Regions from separate parts of the Mus musculus genome. Here all the other regions are linked to region 2. A link is a contact called in public promoter capture Hi-C data. All regions are on one chromosome and are shown on one strand. The core of a region is the stretch at or near the end of the contact, and the rest is flanking DNA. Distances in the headings are between cores, read along the strand shown. Region 1 holds the start of Zfp92 (zinc finger protein 92). Region 2 holds the start of F8a (factor 8-associated gene A). Region 3 holds the start of Trex2 (three prime repair exonuclease 2).

Region 1 (3,147 bases), core at 300-2,799, 180 kb after region 2:
GAGAGGCATGGCCAAGGTGGTCTCCATACCAGTTTAATGACCCTAATAGTGTGGGCACAAAGAGCACCGGCCTCCATATCAAATTGTCCTTAAAACACTTTAAGTTCCCCTGATCGCCTCAGGGATGAGTATCTTGGGGGGGGGGCACAGCAAATGAGCAGAGCCTGGAAGGAACCAGACTCCCACAGCTCTAGAGTGCTAGAGCCTAAAGTCAGTGCGCACCCCTTCAGAGGGGCTGAGGGAGGACCCTTCCCACCTCTTCTAGCAGTTCCAGCTTCCCTTGGCTGTGGCCACATACCCCTACCACCAGGCCTTTTCCTTCTGTGTGCCTCTGAACCTCTGTCACTGGACTTGGGGCCACCTGGATGATCAGGGTGATCTCATCTCTCCATCTTTAATGGGACAACATCCTCAGAGATCTGTCTCTTGTGTGTGGCCACATTCACAGACACTGGGAGTCAGGGGGGTGTACATTACTCTGGGACACAGACCTGGGTATGCCTGTCCAACAGCCCCAGTGAGCAGGCATCTTTTCATTGAAACCCACAGCTGAGGGCCCTGAGGGCCCCCCAGCCTGTTCCAGGAAAGGGGCTCCAAAGCTGTGCTTGCCATTGTTCCTCTTCAGTCTCCACTCTTCACTGACAGAAGCATCTTGACCGGGGGGTCCTAGCTTTTCCCCCAAGCCTGGGAAATATGACAGGCTTATCCTAGGATCACAGACTTGCAGAGGGCTCCTTGCCCTTGGCCCCACCTGGTCTCAAGGCCACCTTAAGACAGAAGACCCTGGTCAGCTTTATAAGGAAAGACACAGCTCAGTTCCTAGAAGCCAGGGTTGGGAGGCTTTGGTAGCACCAATAATATGGTTTAGTTTCTTTTTTCTTTATGTTCTACTCTTATTCACACTGACTTTTCTTGGGAGATCTCGGAACTTTCCAGAAAGAAGTGTAGAACTCCAGCCCTTGGGTTTCCATATTGGTTCTACCATATGGATGGTGATCTATGTGGGAAAATGGTAACCCTGATGTCTACCCTGGGGGGCTGGCTTGCTGACCACATGGGGTAACTTGAGGAAAAAGACTGGCTTGTGTTCAGTAGGTCACCACCAGTTCTTTCACTTTCTCTTCTCTCTCCTTCTCTACGTTGTCATCTCCTAGGTCCCCCTTCATGCCCTATGCTTCTTTTCTGATCCTTGCCCTTCCTGCTCACAGGAACTGTCCTTTACTAGGAGACCATGGCCTGGCCACTTGATGCTAGGGAAATAAATGAATGGGTGGGTGGAATTCCCAGTGATCTGATCCATGGGAGGCGCTTCATCAATGATATGGGATCAACAGGGGCCTCTCTTGTTGCTTCAGTACTGCCATACAATGACCACTGCAATCAGACTGCTTCAGAGCAGCCCAGACAGAAAATGGAAGTGTCCCGGGTTCATGGGGAGTGAGACCAGACGCCTAAGTGGGGCGAGAGTGCGCTGAGCCGCCCTCCTGCAGCGCTGCGCATGCTCTGTGTTCCCCTTTTGCGCCCCGTTCCCAGGCTGCCGCTGTCGCCCCCGCCCCAGCCACGCCTGCTCACTCACCCTGCTCCTTAGCAGCAGCAGAGGACCTGGCCAAAGGTCTCTACGCAGGACGAACCTCGTGAACAAAGGTGAGGTCCGACAGCAGTCTGAGAGCTCAGAACCTCTCCAGGACGCCTCCCTGGAGAGCTTCTTGGAGGCAGCATCCTTGGCTTCTGGTTTTGCCTGATGTAGGGGTGGAGAGAGGAAGCCAAAGCTGTATAGCGTACAGGTAGGCAAGCAGGCGGGAGAAGGGAAGTACTAAAGGATCATTGGCCTATCTCAGAAGGTGTGAGCAAAAACCTCAGCCAAGCCAATACTTAGGAGGTAAGGCAGAAGGAAAGGTGGGAAAGCAGGTGAGGGAATGAGTAGAGCTGAGCTGAACAGGACACAGGTGGCCAGAGGATGGAAGGAGAAGCTGTAGTGGCGACATCTGGGGAAGCCCCGGGACAGTGTTGAATGAGCTGAGCAGGAGCTTTCAGGGATCCCGTTTTCTAGTGCCTGGGAAGAGGAGCTGGGCTGAGCTGGGAGCTAGGGAGGCTGCGGAGCAAAGGAACTGAAGCTTTTGTATTTCTCTCCTGATTTTCAGACCAGGGGCTGGCACAAGAGCATTGCACAGCTGATCTGCCCAGGTAATTTTGGTTTTATATCTCTGGGTGGGGGAAGTCTGGGCAAGCTCCAATTATGAGATCATGGCACTGTTACCCAGGGCACCTGGCAAACAGCCCACAGGCACAAGCCGTGAGAGCCCCCAGACTGGGACAGGCCATCAGAATCATGAACCTGTGGCTCTCGGGAATGAAGAGTTGTGCCTTTCCACTGTGTGTGTTGACCAGTGTCCACTGTGCTTCCCCCACTCCAGGGAAGAGCAAAAACCTCAGCCAAGCCAATACTTAGGGGGTAAGGCAGAAGGAAAGGTGGGAAAGCGGGTGAGGAAATGAGTAGAGCTGAGCTGAACGGGGAATTGTGCCTAGTGCTTTCCTGCAGTACTAGTTATGACTAGTTCCATCTAACAAGGGTCTGTCAAGAACCATTATGAACCAGGTTGTTACTACAGACTTGTCTGAGACCTGTCAAAGGAGATGGCAAAAATCATCCCCTCTATGGTTGGAGTTAGTGACTGAGCACAGACCATAAGTCATAAACATTTCAAAATAGTAACTACATGGGTTGAATGAAAGATAGTAAGAGCTGAAAAAAGGAGGCCCAGTTGCAAATTTAGGTGCTGGGACTAGAAAATTTCTATCCAAACTTAAAGGTGATAAAGGAATAAGGCACATGTTTCTGTTTTGAAGGAATATTCTAGGCAGAAGGAATAGCTGGTACAAAGGCCCTGAGGCAAGCATGCTCTGACTCCTGACTGCAGCTGAGGGAGCAACTGGCAAAGGACGGGTCAAATGAGCTGTGTGGGTTAACTCCAAGTAACAGTCTTGGTTAAGACTGTGGGCAGAAAAGGTCAGGATCTGACCCACCTATTCAGAGGATCCCTCAGCAAGCATCCATTGTTGGTGGCCTTCTAACGGCCTCTCCTCCCAGAACTAAGCCTGGGGCCAGTAGTTGCAAGAGAGCTCCCTCAGGGCTTTGGCAGGCAAGGC
Region 2 (3,154 bases), core at 337-2,836:
AATAGTTGACCCCATGCTATAAAACTGCTTGATGGAAATGAGAAACTGGAAAGTGGTCTGTGAAGAAGTTGTTCTGCCCAGGACTGGAACTCCAGCCCATCTCAGTAGGTCTTTCCAGTCATTACACTGGATGTTTTAAGTGCCCAATTTAATGATGTTCCCTTTGTTCTCTTAACTAATTAAGCTATCTTAAGTCTTTTTGGCTAAAGGTTGTAAGTGCCTGGTTTGATAATACTTTGCTGCCTGCCTCTTCTATTTATGTGCTGTATTATGTTGTTTATTGTTTTACATTTGCTTGCAATATACATAAATGCACTCATTTGAAACCTAAAGTACATATGTGATATATCACTGTTCTATGGGATAGGTTGTCATTTAAGAGAGAAATTGGTATACTGGCTTTTTTCAGAGGGAGGGAGGGCAGGAGGGCAGGAGGGATGGAGGGAGAGAGAGACAGAGAGAGATTGATCAAGACATTGATGGTTTTTAAAAATTATTTCTTTATGTGTCTGTGTGTTTTACTGGGAAATGAACTCAGGTCCTCTGCAAGAGCAACAAATGCTCTTAAGCAGTAAGCTTTCTCTCAGGCCTCCATTGATGCTTTTAAATGATAGGTCTGCTATGCACAATTCTATTTTTTGGTTCACGATAAGAGTAGAAAATTAACACATCCTTTATTTGCTGAGTTCATTTGACTTTTGGATCAATGGATTGCTTTTTTAGAATTTGGAGGATAGGATCCAAGTGTATCACACCATGAAAAACTAAGGAGAAGACAAGAGAATTTGCGAAATGAAAATTAGCTTCTGTTGTACATCTTGACAAATTATTTTCAGGCACGTAATTCTCTACTAGGTGCAAGTATATAATCCTTTATATATAAATTTAATAATGTACACTCCCCCCTTTTGTTCAAGTTCTGGTAGGTAATCATTTGGACTAATTGAGATAGTTCAAAATAAAGTAAAAGGAATCCCTTCTTTGTTTTTAAATACTTGGTATAAATTGAAACACATGCATGTACAATAGCTAATTTAAAGTGCCTTTGGTAGTGCATGTCCTGCTAAAAATCCTTCATGAAAACTCTTTCAAAATCAATGTGTATATGATTGCAGGTGATATGTATATCAATGTGTATATGATTGTAAATAAGCTGTAAACTAGCAAAGGCTCCCACCATGGCAGGACCTGTACTAGCTTGCTCAGTCAGGTCTCATGTTTGTTGAGGAAGTGAGGGGTACGATGCTAATCCTGGCAGCAGAGAAATCCTTTGCATATTTGACTGGCACTGGACCCGCCCCCTCCATTTGCGTCACTCAAGCCCCACCCCCGCAGAATTTAATTCCATACGGGGACTGTTTGGGTAGGCACCCAGCCCTTCTTCCTTGATTGGCTTTTATAGTCCTCCATATCCCTCCTTCAACAGCACTTTGCACATCACTGTGGCTACAGCAGAGCGCTGGGGCGCCTGAGGCGGAAGCGGAGGTGATGAATTGTGATCCCATTGTGGGCTAGGCGCAGCGTAGCGTTAGTCATAGCTGTTCCCCCTCAGCCCTCCCTCAACCGGAAGTAAGGCGGCGCGGCTAGCCGGTCAACATGGCTGCGGGCTCTGCGTCCTCCTTGGGCGGCGGTGCCTGGCCAGGCTCAGAGGCTGGGGACTTCTTGGCACGCTATCGGCAGGTGTCCAACAAGCTCAAGAAGCGCTTCTTGAGGAAGCCGAACGTGGCCGAGGCCGGGGAGCAGTTCGCCCAGCTAGCCCGGGAGCTGCGCGCCCAGGAGTGCCTGCCTTATGCTGCCTGGTGCCAGCTGGCTGTGGCGCGCTGCCAGCAGGCGCTCTTCCATGGGCCCGGGGAAGCGCTGGCCCTCACAGAGGCGGCCCGACTTTTCCTGCGGCAGGAGTGCGACGCGCGCCAACGCTTGGGCTGTCCCGCCGCCTACGGGGAGCCTCTGCAGGCGGCCGCCAGCGCCCTCGGCGCCGCTGTGCGCTTGCACCTCGAGCTCGGCCAGCCTGCCGCCGCTGCTGCACTGTGCCTGGAACTAGCTGCTGCCCTTCGCGCAGTGGGCCAGCCGGCCGCTGCTGCCGGTCACTTTCAGCGGGCTGCCCAGCTGCACCTGCCCCTGATGCCACTGGCCGCACTGCAAGCGCTTGGTGATGCTGCCTCCTGCCAGCTGTTGGCGCGCGACTACACAGGCGCCCTGGCGCTATTTACACGCATGCAACGCCTGGCACGGGAGCATGGGGGCCACCCGGTACAGCAACTCGAGCTGCTGCCGCAGCCGCCTTCTGGGCCCCAGCCACCCCTGTCGGGACCCCAGCCGAGACCTGTCTTGGGCTCGACCTTGCCCCTCCCGCAGCCCCCGGACCACGCCCCAGGCTCTGTTGCGCCTTCACCTGGCACACTCGGTGCCTTTGCTGACGTCCTAGTCAGGTGTGAGGTGTCCCGTGTACTGCTGCTGCTGCTCCTGCAACCACCACCTGCCAAGCTGCTGCCCGAGCATGCCCAGACCCTGGAGAAGTACTCCTGGGAGGCTTTCGATGGCCATGGCCAGGATACCAGCGGCCAGCTTCCTGAGGAGCTGTTTCTGTTATTGCAGTCTCTGGTCATGGCTGCCCAAGAAAAGGACACTGAAGGCATCAAGAAGCTGCAGGTGGAGATGTGGCCACTGCTAACCGCTGAGCAGAACCACCTCCTCCACCTCGTTCTGCAGGAAACCATCTCTCCCTCTGGACAGGGTGTCTGATAAGTCACCTTCTTACCAACTTGTTTTATCTTTGGGGACAGGTGATGAAACATGTGATCTAGCTTCTGTTTTTTTTGTCTGTTTTTGTCTTGTTTTTCTTTTCATTTCTATTGCTGCCATGTTAATTTGGCTTTGTGTGCCTAGCAAGTTACTTAAATTAGTGCCCTCCAATTCCATCCATTATTGCCTCGAATGAGAAAACTTCATCCTTAAGGCTGGAGGAGATTCTACGGAGTAATCTTTCTTTATGCATCTGTCAGTTGCTAGATAATGTTGATTCATTTTCCTGGCTGTTCTAGGTATAGTGCCAATAAACTCAGGAGGACAGATGTTCCTTTGGCGTATTGATTTCCTTTTCTTTTGTTCCTGGTGGGGTGTGGCATCACCAAGAAGTATTTAGAAAAGATTAGAA
Region 3 (3,362 bases), core at 450-2,949, 210 kb after region 2:
GCCCTTCTGTGCCTTGGTTGGATAATTTTGGGTATGGGCGGAGAGAAGTCTGGCCAGTAAATCAGCTGGTAAATAGTTGGTGATATTTATTGAGAAATGGGATGAAAGATGGAAGCCCTGAAAGAGCAACTCACAGGCTGGCCAGAAGGTGCCCAACTGATAGTGGAGTACAGAGAAGGCTGTAGGATCCTATGGCCAGGTAGGTCAGGGCTGAGGAAGGCCACAAAGGTGCTACAGAGAGCAAAGATGTAGCTCAGAGCCTGGATGAATGGATGGCACTGGCATTCAGGCTTCGAGGCTTGGACCATCAGGTGGCACGTACATGGGCTCAATATGAGCCCAGCTGCGGGCCTGCTCATCTGCCCAGGCGAGCAGCTCAGGAGCACGATGCAGGAAGATCAGAAGCAGGGTGTGCACATCACCTTCTGCTGAATGGGCAGCACTGGGTTCAGCCTGGAAGTAGCGGTGGAAGAGACTGGCCAGGCTGTAGCTTTTGCGGCCTTGAGCCCTGGTGCCGTGGCTGTGAGCACGGTCCAGGCCCCGCAATGCAGGCAGTGTGTCCAGGCAGACAGTGTCTTGGGGCAGATGGGCACCCAGACGTTGTAGCTCCGTGCACAGCAGTGGGAAGTCATAATCGAAGCCATTGTGGGCCACAAGGCAGATGGGGCCCTCCTGGCGGCTTAGGAAGCCCTGCAGTGTCCTTACCACAGCGCCATTGAAACCAGCCTTCCCGCAGTGCATCAGGCTTTCGCTGCTCAAACCAGTAATCTCACTGGCCTTGGCAGTAAAGGGGCGCTCCGGGCACATGCACAGTGTGAGCTTGTCCAGAACACGGGGCAGCACCAAGGAACCAGAATCATCCCGTTCTGGGTTCTCCAGGGAAGAGCGGTGAACAGCAAAAAGGGATATCTCTGCAATCTCAGGATCCATGTTTGGGAGCCCAGTGGCTTCTAGGTCCAGGAATACAAAGGTCTCAGCCCGGGGTGGCTCAGACATGCTGATGTTCTCACAGGAACAATGAGGCCTAGAGCTGCCAGAACAAGTGGCATAAGCCAGAGGGCTAAAGACATGAGAGCAAGGCCCTGCTACCTATAGCCATCTCAGGTCAAAGCTATACTACACAGAACCTCACTTCCTGATGCTCCATCCCATCTCATGAGGCCTTTGGTGCTAGGAGTAGTTTCTGATACATATTCATATCTAGAGACACTTTAAAGAGGACTCATGGGGCCAGGATCAAGTAACCAGAATCTTGTTACTTCTGTCCGTCCTCCCTCCTCCCTTTCCTGGATCTCCAACCCAACCTTCGTTGTTCTATCACCTTATCAAACAGGCACAAAAGAAAGTGCTTAGACTTTAACCCAGGGTCCTCTTCCTTTTGCTGCCAGGCCCAGATCTAGCCCATCAAGGAGGGGAACAGATACAGTCCACAATTGGTGCCTTGGCCCAACCCCTAAGTGGAAATACCTTGGCTAGGAGCCTCAGGCATTATGCCCTGCTTTCTACCTTTGGGTGTCAGGCACCGGAGGAATCTGGCATGGGGACCCTGGGCTTCCCAACCTTTTCTCTGCAAAACAAGTGCTGTCTCAAGCTGGCTTCTACCTGCCTCTAGGCTCGTGGCTTTATCCACCTATCCCCATCACACTGGCTTACCTGGGGCGGGCTTCAGCTGGCTTCCTGGACTGCTGGGCACCTGTCTCTGCACAGGCTGCTCCAGGCAGCCTTTAATCAGAGGACACAGCCCGCCCCCAGCCGCCAGTTGGGCAACCAGGAGACTGGAGGCTGCAGGACCTGTGCGGCCGGCTTGCTTGCCACCCCCTCATGAGCTTGCAGCCACCAGGACACACGCCCTATGTTTACAGACTGAGAAGTAGGCTCTGACTGCACACAGGCTTCCGGTGAGTGATGAGCACCGTCACGAGCCGAAGGAATGTGTCCTCACAGGCAGGAGGAAGTCAGAGTGTGATGGAAGACTGTGGCTTCTGCTAAACCCTACAGCCAAGTCTCATCAGATCTGGCTTGTGGTTGGCAGACCTGGACAAACCAGGTGTAATGCTTAGCCCTATGCCAGGACATATTACTCAGAGGCAACAGGTCCTCTTCTCCAGGTCCTGGTTTCTTCCATCAGTGGGGACCTGGCTGCCCTTCGTGGGGTTGCCATGACCTCAGGAGTGACAGAAGCACCTACTTGTGCTTTGTTTAGCCTTTGAATGGGAAGACATGCTGAGGACAAGGCCTTGGTCTTGCTTCAGTGATCAGGGAGTGTCCTTGGGAACATCTCCAATATGAACATTGCCTGGCTGCAGATTACCACCCTCTGGCCCCATCTTCCAGCCACAAGTAGGGATGGTGACCTCTGCTCTAGGGGTATGACATCCAAATGTTTGACACTCCTGACACCCAATGTGTTCCAAGAATTTATTTAGTAGACTTGTGGAGAAGGCAGGGAGGAAAGGCAGGCAAAGGGAGGCCATGAAGCAATGAGGCCTGACCCACACAGCCCTGTGGATATAGCTGATTCAATTCTTTCAATTTCAGAAATAAAAAGAGGTGTCTGGGAGACCTCTAGGACTCTAAGACAGTAGGTCTTAACCTTCCCAGAGCTGTAACCCTTTAATACAGTTTTTCATGTTGTAGTGACACCCAAGCATAAAATTATTTTTGTTGCTACATTGTAAGTATAATCTTGCTGTTATTAATTGTAATGTAAATATCGAACATGCATGATGTAACTCCCTAAAGGGTAGCGACTGATCCACAGGTTAAAAACCACTGCTCTAAGGTCTTTTCTGTTTCATCTGAGAGACACCAGATGTGACCTGGCTGCCCTTCATGGGGAGATGTGAGATGTGAGTGTGACCAGAGGCTAGAAGGTTATCCATGGCCTCTCTTGAAGATCTCATTCCAGAGATCCAACACTGCAGGTCTAGCCTTCTAAGGATATGGTTGATGCTGTACCTGCCCACTGCAGCCACTCCTGGGCCTTTCCATAGAGCAGTTGGATCAGCTGGACAGTAGGAAACAAGGACCTGCTTGCCCAGCAACCTTTCCCAACAGTGTCTAAGCAAGAAGGGTCTAGCACCCAGCTGTCCAAAAGTACTCAGGGAGCCCGGAGGAGCAAAGGTGCAGTTACAGGAGCAGGGTGGGGCAGGTGGCCACGGGTGTGATAATGGGTCTCACCAAGTTGTGCCTGTTCCGGTGCTTGAAGGGAGGGAGGTGGCTATGACAAGCATACTACTCAAAAAGATACTTGGCCACTGTGGGAATCCCAGAGAGCAGTTTCCTGGATAGCCAGCCGGGCCCTGGTGAAAATTCTCCAGTGGGTGCTAGCACCCTAGAAAACAAAGGAAGAGATAGGTTCC

The links. Promoter capture Hi-C pulls out the DNA fragments that hold promoters and counts their contacts. Capture Hi-C pulls out chosen DNA fragments and counts their contacts.
Region 1: a promoter capture Hi-C map of pancreatic islet shows a contact between it and region 2. The contact joins the promoter of Zfp92 here to the promoter of F8a in region 2. A contact is called at or near these places in 8 of 39 promoter capture datasets (the C10 cell line, the HPC-7 cell line, cranial neural crest and 5 more), 3 of 115 datasets of contacts at active chromatin or transcription factors (embryonic stem cells and forebrain) and 3 of 9 other capture datasets (adipose tissue, liver and pancreatic islet).
Region 3: a contact with region 2 is called in a promoter capture Hi-C map of neural stem cells. The contact joins the promoter of Trex2 here to the promoter of F8a in region 2. A contact is called at or near these places in 6 of 39 promoter capture datasets (3T3-L1-derived adipocytes, embryonic stem cells, hippocampal neurons and 2 more), 9 of 115 datasets of contacts at active chromatin or transcription factors (the SCID.adh cell line, astrocytes, bone marrow-derived dendritic cells and 4 more) and 2 of 9 other capture datasets (adipose tissue and liver).

Annotation. Positions count from the first base shown.
Region 1 is chrX:73,409,547-73,412,693 of GRCm38.p6, forward strand. It overlaps Zfp92 (zinc finger protein 92), which reads left to right and starts at 1,550. Exons shown (of 6, transcript NM_009566.5): 1 at 1,550-1,644; 2 at 2,142-2,184.
Region 2 is chrX:73,226,720-73,229,873 of GRCm38.p6, forward strand. It overlaps F8a (factor 8-associated gene A), which reads left to right and starts at 1,587. Exons shown (of 1, transcript NM_007978.3): 1 at 1,587-3,154. The coding sequence starts at 1,597. The coding sequence ends at 2,742.
Region 3 is chrX:73,433,644-73,437,005 of GRCm38.p6, forward strand. Trex2 (three prime repair exonuclease 2) reads right to left here and starts at 1,700. Exons shown (of 2, transcript NM_011907.4): 1 at 1,654-1,700; 2 at 62-1,030. The coding sequence starts at 996. The coding sequence ends at 286.